Linked DNA regions of Zea mays: region 1 is linked to region 2. Evidence: chromatin contacts called from public Hi-C data. All regions are on one chromosome and are shown on one strand. Each heading gives the region's core, a stretch centred on a gene start, on an enhancer-like site or on the middle of the called end of the contact. The rest is flanking DNA. Distances are from core to core; before and after follow the strand shown. Region 1 holds the start of LOC100273638. Region 2 holds the start of LOC103654224.

Region 1 (3,717 bases), core at 842-3,341, 320 kb before region 2:
CGGGTTTCTGGCGGCTGGGAGGGTTTTTGGAGGAACGGGCTACTGTAGATGGGCCAAAAACCAGAGTGAAGCCCAGTACCAAAATTGCAACGACCAAAAACGACCAGGAAGTGTTCGACCAGACGACTAATCGCCCAGGTCGACGACTAGTCGGACGACTAGAAACCCTAATCGCGTCGTCCTCCTAATCGCCCTCTTCCAGGCGACCAGACCGACTAATCGCGATTAGTCGGACGACTTGTAAACACTGGTCTGAAATTCGTTTCCACTGGGATTCGAACTCAGGAGCTTAAGTAGTGCTACTCAGACCACCTAACCAACTCAGCTAGATACCCTTTCGCCTTTTGTAAAAGAAAGGAGGAAACACATTTTGGAATTAACTATCTAAACAAATATGCATGTTAAAATAGTGCAAGTTCCTCTCAAAATGAACTATTGCTCTAAAAAATAGAGCAGGTACTTAAAGATCAGTGTTTCAGAATTTTGCTGGCACAGAGCCAAGCGCTGCAGCCAATCGAGACCAGAACATATTAAGTGCTCAGGCCTCAGGGAGTAGGATTAAATGCAAACGCTCCTATAAGAGTTGTAGATTTTGTGTTTTTTTTCTGCAGCATGTTATGACACCTTCCCCTCAAATTGCGACCTATGATAATTTATACTCGTATATATGTAATACATGATAGATTAATCTACTGCATGCCTTGTGGTGGAATATGTTGTGCAACCAATTGTGCAAAACCAATTGAACTACTCCTTCCATCCCCAAAAAGAATACAAATCTTGGTTCTTGAGGAGTCAAACAATCCCAAATTTGACCAAATATATACACAGAAACTATTAATATTTGCTATGCCTAATAAGTATTACTAGATTAATTATGGAATCTATTTTCAATAAACTTATATGAAGATACAAATGTTGATACTATCATAAACCTAGTGAAACATGGGACTGTTTGGCTCCTTGTTAACCGAGATTTCCATTCTTTTTGGGACAGAAGGAATAATTCACAATTTTATCTTTTTTAAAAAAACAAATAAATAATATACTTTGATTTAAAGAAAACAATAAATACATAGCTTTCTCTACATTGTTTATAGTGTTATGTCCAGCATAAAACCAACTGTGGTCATTATAGCAATGGAGTTGAATACAAAAAGAAAAAAAATATAGATGTAATTGATCCAATGGTGCCTCCTGGGCATTGTCAGCATTCCAGGCTCATGCACGATAAGTTTACCTAGCAGGCATTAAGTTCGATGAATTGCGACAGCATCAATGACCTACGGTATTAGGCTATTCTAAAATTTATTAGCATGGATGACAAAGTCCGTGATGAATTTCTGGTGCCAACAAACAAAACAGGAGGCAGGAAGAGAGAAATGTTGCGTACTTGCCGGAGTGGAGGATCATCCGTACGAAGCCAACGAGCGGCACGGTGTCCTCGAGGATAAGGTCCTCCCAATCCACCCACTCCCTCTCCGGCGCCTTCCTCCTCCCCCGGACCCCTTCCTCCTCGGGCGCCTCGTCCTCCCCGGGGCCATCAAACGAGGACCCCGCATCGGCCTCCCTCTCCTCCTCCGTCGACGTCACCGTCGCTACCTCCGGCCGGCGCAGGAAGGCCGCCGGGTCGGGCGGCGCCGCGCCTTGCTCGCGCGCCCTCACCGCCGCAACCGCGCGGCCGTGCCCGCGCCTCCGGTCCCAGAGGGCCAGCAGGCAAGAGGTCGAGGCGGGGTGAGCCACGGGGGCGAGGCGAGGGCGGGCGACCGCCGGCGCGGCCATGGCGAGCGCGCGCGGCGAGGGGAAGTGCATGTGTGCGCGGCGAGGCGGCTGCGGCTCGGTTGGCGGGTTCGGGCGTTACGGCATGGGTACGAGCGCGGCGCGCCGTGTTCCAGGACCGGCCTCGCGCGGCGGGCCGGGCGGCGGAGTGAGTGAGTGAGGGGGCGTCGCGTGGCGGTGGCTCGTCGGGGGGGTTTTCCGAGCTGGAGGGGCCGGGGTCTGGGTTGCGCCTTGTTGCGCGGCGGGTGGGGGGGAATCGGGATGGTGCAAGCAGTGGCTGGGAAGTTAGCCGCGATGCTGCATGAGGGAGTGGATAGGTCTGGCTCTGTCACTCTGTGGTAGCAGTGTAGTAGCACGGGAATGAGCAGCGAGACTAAGTTGTTAGTTGGTTTTAGCTACGTTAAAGCAATATATCTAACAATTAACTGGTCTACTAGCAGATTCGTTCTAAACTTCTAAACTTTCGGCTAAATTTAACCTTTAACTAGTAGTTTTAGATTTGGAACATGGCCTTCAAGTAGAAAAGTTTAGAAAAACGGCAGACAACATGCCTATACTTCGTTGGCATGGTCACCGCTGTGCATCGGCGAACGGAGAGAAGTGGGGTGATATTTCCCGAGGCCTAGACCCCCCCTTTGTCGTAAATCATTTATGTCTACTTTGTATGGCAGAAATTTCAGAGAACGTATTATAGAAATTTTTAAAAAGTTGATTTCACAGAAAAAACGCAGAAAATGGAAGAAGAGAAACCCCCGCAAGCCGAAGGAGGCCTTAAAAACTTTAGGAAGCCATCTATATACCAACCTGGCCAGCCCAATCGTTTTGGGCCCAGGCCCAGAAAAGCCTAGGATCTATTGCCGCTGACGGCAGAGACGCGCAGCCCGCGAGCACGACTTGGGTTTGGATGCAGCCGCAAGGACCCTGGGTGGCGCTGCGGCCCGTTTGATCAAGCTGTTGCCACTCGAGAACCTAGTAGCTCCGGCGGGCAGGCTCCCATGTCAGATGTGAGGTGTGTGATTTCCTGTCTAATCATGAAAAAGAAGACCACATTCGATGGTGTGCTGTGCAGGGCAGTCTTTGAGCCTGGAACAAGAAGAAGAAAAAATCCATCGACAGTTGGGCACAGCACGGCTGGCTGCTGCCGGGCCTTGAGCAATCACGGGAGGATCTCCCTGTTCACCCATGTTGTACCCTGTGCAATCATCACCCTCGGGCGATTAACAAATACTGTACCGCACGTAAGCACTGACAGGACGATGCATCACGCCACACTCGAGAGTCGAGACTCGAGACCATAAAACAGCAGGGCACCGGCGGTACGGCCGGCGCGGCGCCATCGTCTATCCTGGGCCCTGCCTGCCGGCTGCCGCCGCGTGCGTGGCGCGCAGCAACCCCGTACCGCGGCGGCCCCAGGTTTCCGGCGTCGGCGCGGGCCCAACCGCCAGCAGCGGACAACCGAGATCGATCCTGACCGGATGGCCGGGGCGTGCTGTCAGGTACTCAGGTGGCCCCCCGGGCCCCGGCGCCGCAGCGTGGGACACGACACAACACGACTACACGAGGGATACGGATACCAGACCATGTACACTCGACAGAGGTGCTCCTGCACGTACTACTAGTCTACTACGGTGTGACGATGCATACAAAGTTCTCTGCAAGACTCTCGATTCTACTCCTTATCTTATCCTTTATTTTAAATTCTAGTCTATAAATAATATAATATAAAGTGAAAAATAATAATTTGTACGATCATTTACGAGGCCCGCTAACTAAATAGTCAGCGTACTGCCCACTGTTTCCGGGTCACTACTAGCACTCAGTTTCTAACCGAGGCCAGGTCTTCACGGAAACGACAGAATCAGTGCTGCTAGCCTGCGACCTATAGAGTGATGTGATGTCATGGACTCATACCCCCACAAGTCCTATACTTCCGTGCTG
Region 2 (3,809 bases), core at 1,098-3,597:
ACAAGAGAACAAATGAAGTAAATATGCATAGAATATCACATACGATAATGAACTTACCATGGTTAGAAAGAAATGAGAAAAGGTCTCGCGAGAGTTAAAGCTTATGACCGAGACACACTATGGGTTGATGAATAACTAGACGTCACGTGTTCTAATTTCAATTGGTCTTAACAAAAGAATTAGCTACATGCACTAATGTAAACGTGACCACTTTTAGTAGATTAACATTAAATGAGTTAGGCAATTAGCTATACAAGTTAACTAATGTAACCAATTTCCAAATTGAGACTCCTATCTTATTAATATAAACACGTGATTAGCGCGCATAGGACACAGGGGGGTAGACGGGGCACGACGGGTCGTGCCAAGGCACGCGCACTACGCGAGCACGCGCGCGAGACCGCACGCACACGCCACGAACTAGCCGAGCTCGAGGCCACGGCGGGGCCGTCACGACGCGAGCAAGGCACGGCGGGACGAGCGGGCAAGCGCGCCGGGGCAAGCGAGCACGGGCGAGCGAGGACGCGGCCGAGCGAGGACACGGCCGGGCGAGGCCGGGCGCGGGGGCGGGTGGTCGAGCCGGGCGCGGGGGGAGCGGCCGAGCCGGGGCGGCGCGGGGCTCGCCGGAGGCGGGCCGGACGGGGGCGGCCGGACGCGAGGGGCCGAGCGGGGCTCGCGCGGGGGCGGCCGAGCCGGGGCAGCCGGGGCGCGGCGAGGGGCGGGCTCGCCGGAGCGTGGCGCGCCGGGGCCGGGGGTGGCCGAGGCGGGGCGGCCGAGCCGGGGGTGGTCGAGGCCGGGGCCGAGCTCGCCGAGCCGGGGGCGGCCGGGCCGGGGACGGGCGGGGGGCGGCGCGGGGAGGGCGGCCGAGCGGGCGGCCGAGCGCGGGGCGGCCGAGGGCGACCGGGCGCGGGCGAGGCCGGGGCGGCCGGGGCCGGGGCCGAGCTCGCCGGGGCCGAGGCGGGCGCGCCCATGGCGCGGGGGCGGGGGACGCCGGCGGGAGGGAAGGAGGAGGGAGGGGAGGAGAGGAGGGAGGGGGGAGGGAGAAACCTCACCGGAGAGGGAGGCCGGCGCGGCGGCGGCGTGGGGGCAGGACGGGGGCGACGACGACTAGGGTTAGGGTGAGAGAGAGAGAGAGGGGGGATGACGAGCGGGGCCCGCGGGGAGGGGATTTTTGGAAAAAAGAAAAGGGGAGGGGGCGGTTGGGCCGGTTGGGGGTGGGGGGGCGCGGCTGGGCCGCCAGGCGGCCCACGGTGGGAAGGAAAGGGGGAGGGGCGGCTGGGCCACCGCGAGGCCCACGCGGGGGGAAGGGGGGGGGGGGGCGGTTGGGCCGAAAATGGGGAAGGAGGGGGAAGAGGAGAAGGAAAAGGTTTTCTTTTTCTAAAATCTATTTTCCTCTAGATGAATGCATTCACATTTTTAAACAATCAAAAGGTATGCATGGTTCGGCATGGTGCATCACACAAAATAAAATATTTTAGGGTTTTGCTTTACATGGGACCTCAAGCCGAATCCTGCTATACTTTGGAAAAGATCAAAGTTTAGCGAGGGGAAAAGGGAAAAGGAAAGGGTAACGCCTGAATTTGGTGAGGGAAAAGAAGAAAAAAAATTCTACCCCTAAATTCAGGGCGTTACAATATGCCATCCCTGCAAACATACAACAGAGATTTATCGATATCGCTAAAAAAGTAGCTGATTAGTGTACAGTTGTCGACACATTTGTCTGTAATTAAAAATTCTAAATTAACTTTTTAGAAATAATTTGTGTGATATTGTTAATGTTTTTCACACATATTTTGCATATTATAGTGATGCTTGTCGTTCCGTATCAATGTTTCATACAAATCTTTTACTTCTGTCGCAACGCACAGACACATATCTATAACAATATAACACATATGTACATAAGTTTTCATGTTATTATACGGTTCCGTTGCAACGCACGGGCACTCACCTAGTGCTAAAAAATGTTTGGACTCAAGAAGTGGATACATGATTACAACCATGATATGTGTGAAATGATCTTACACAGTATCCGACAAAATTTCTGTTATCGACAATATCCATGTTCGACTAGTTCCGTATTCGAGACACGACTATCCATATTTGAATTTGTTTGAATTCGAAAACATTCGTATTCTTATACAAATCTATCCGTATTCAAATTCGAAACCGAATAAAAATATAGAAACAAATATGGTTTGAGTGCATACACCGTCCCTCCGCCCACTGCATCCGAGAGGCAGCCGGATCTTCTACTGGCCAGTTACTGACGTGCGGGTCCGATTAGCGCCTGGCCCCACACGGCAGTGGTCGGAAGTTAACGCAGAGTAGCTGCTTCCATCCGACAGACCGACCGAGACCCACACCCACGCTCCGCCCACTGCATCCGACTATCCGAGAGACCGACACCCACACCCACGCGAAAAACTCGGGCCGGGAAAAATTCGCCAGGAAAGAGAACGCTCGGAAGGGAAACACAAGCTCGGGCTCGAGACGAAACCCTAACCCTAGCTCGGCCCGTCTCTCCGCCGTCCCTTATCGCCGGAGGTCTCCCCCTGCGACGCAGCCTCCGCGGGGGGCTCCGGCGGCGATGTGCCCCTCCCTGTTGAGGGCGTAATGAACGGGGAAATGGCCCGCGCTGAGGCCTTGCCCCAGGAGGAGGCCCCTGGGTTCGGTGTCGACCTGTATGCGCAGGCCACCAAGGCTGTGTCCCTGCGGACGCCGTTCGAGGGCGACGAGGCGGCGCCCAGGGTTCCCACGCTGCCGGCGCGGCTCGTCAGCTGGGCAGGGCCGGGGGACGCCCGGAAGAAGCACAAGAAGATTCTGCCTCCCCCTCCGGACGATGCTGCTCCGGAGCCTCCACCACAGTCACCTGTAGCCACCCCTGCGAAGGTTGGCTTGTGGGACCAGTTTGAGGCTTATTTCCGTCCTGTAACACTGGCTGATATCGAAATGTTAAGACCAAAGCTCCCATTCGGCTACAGCAATGTCGACTCATGTATGCTAATACCATTTCTGGGGAGTGGCAAGGAATTAATAAACCAAGCTGAGACATATGACGTGGCTGTGGCTGAAACAACCTCGTATTTGGGTGTTGGTGGCGAAGAAGTGGTCAGCAACCGGGAGCGCGGAGTGCAAAGTGTGCATCTGGCTAGTCAGAAAGAGAGGAATGATCAAAGCGATGAACATGACATACATGATGTGGTTGTGCAACAGATGGTCAGTGACAAAGAGCTTAATATGCACAGAGGGGAACATGGCATACACGAAGTTTCTGTTCAGTTGGGAGGGAGATCATTTGGAGTGGATCAAGCTGGGAGCAGCAGTGGCGTTGTGCTAGCACAATGTCCCAAGGAGGAAGGAACTTCACTTAATTGGTTGCTAGGAGCAACAGGCCGGTTTGTTCTCACTTCAGAGCGGCCCAACAAGAAGAGAAAGCTTCTGGGTGTCGATGCTGGGTTAGAGCAGCTTGTTCTGCTTCCACGCGTAGGGGCTGAGGCATCTTCAAGCTGTGATGTTTGTTGTCTTGGAGAAAGTTCCATGGAGTCCAATAGGATAGTTAACTGCAGCAACTGCAAGGTGTCAGTGCACCAGAAGTGTTATGGTTTGCATGCTGTGCCTGATGGGCAATGGTTGTGTGCTTGGTGTACATATCTAGAGTCTACAGGGTGGTCATTGAAGGAAGATGCTGGCGGCACCCCGTCGATGCCTTGTGCTTTATGCCCAAAGGAGAAAGGGGCTCTTAAACCCGTTAAAGTGGAGCCTACTCGAAATGCGGGTGTTGGCCACCAAAAGTTTGTGCACTTGTT

The links. A called contact is a pair of places that touch in the nucleus more often than the background predicts.
Region 1: a Hi-C map of tassel shows a contact between it and region 2, with 3 times the contacts expected there. The contact joins the promoter of LOC100273638 here to the promoter of LOC103654224 in region 2. A contact is called at or near these places in 5 of 25 Hi-C or Micro-C datasets (ear, endosperm, leaf and 1 more).

The regions. Positions count from the first base shown.
Region 1 is chr4:183,564,603-183,568,319 of Zm-B73-REFERENCE-NAM-5.0, reverse strand. LOC100273638 reads right to left here and starts at 2,091. Exons shown (of 3, transcript NM_001148054.1): 1 at 1,394-2,091. The coding sequence starts at 1,812.
Region 2 is chr4:183,249,378-183,253,186 of Zm-B73-REFERENCE-NAM-5.0, reverse strand. LOC103654224 reads left to right here and starts at 2,347. Exons shown (of 19, transcript XM_020552746.2): 1 at 2,347-3,809. The coding sequence starts at 2,617.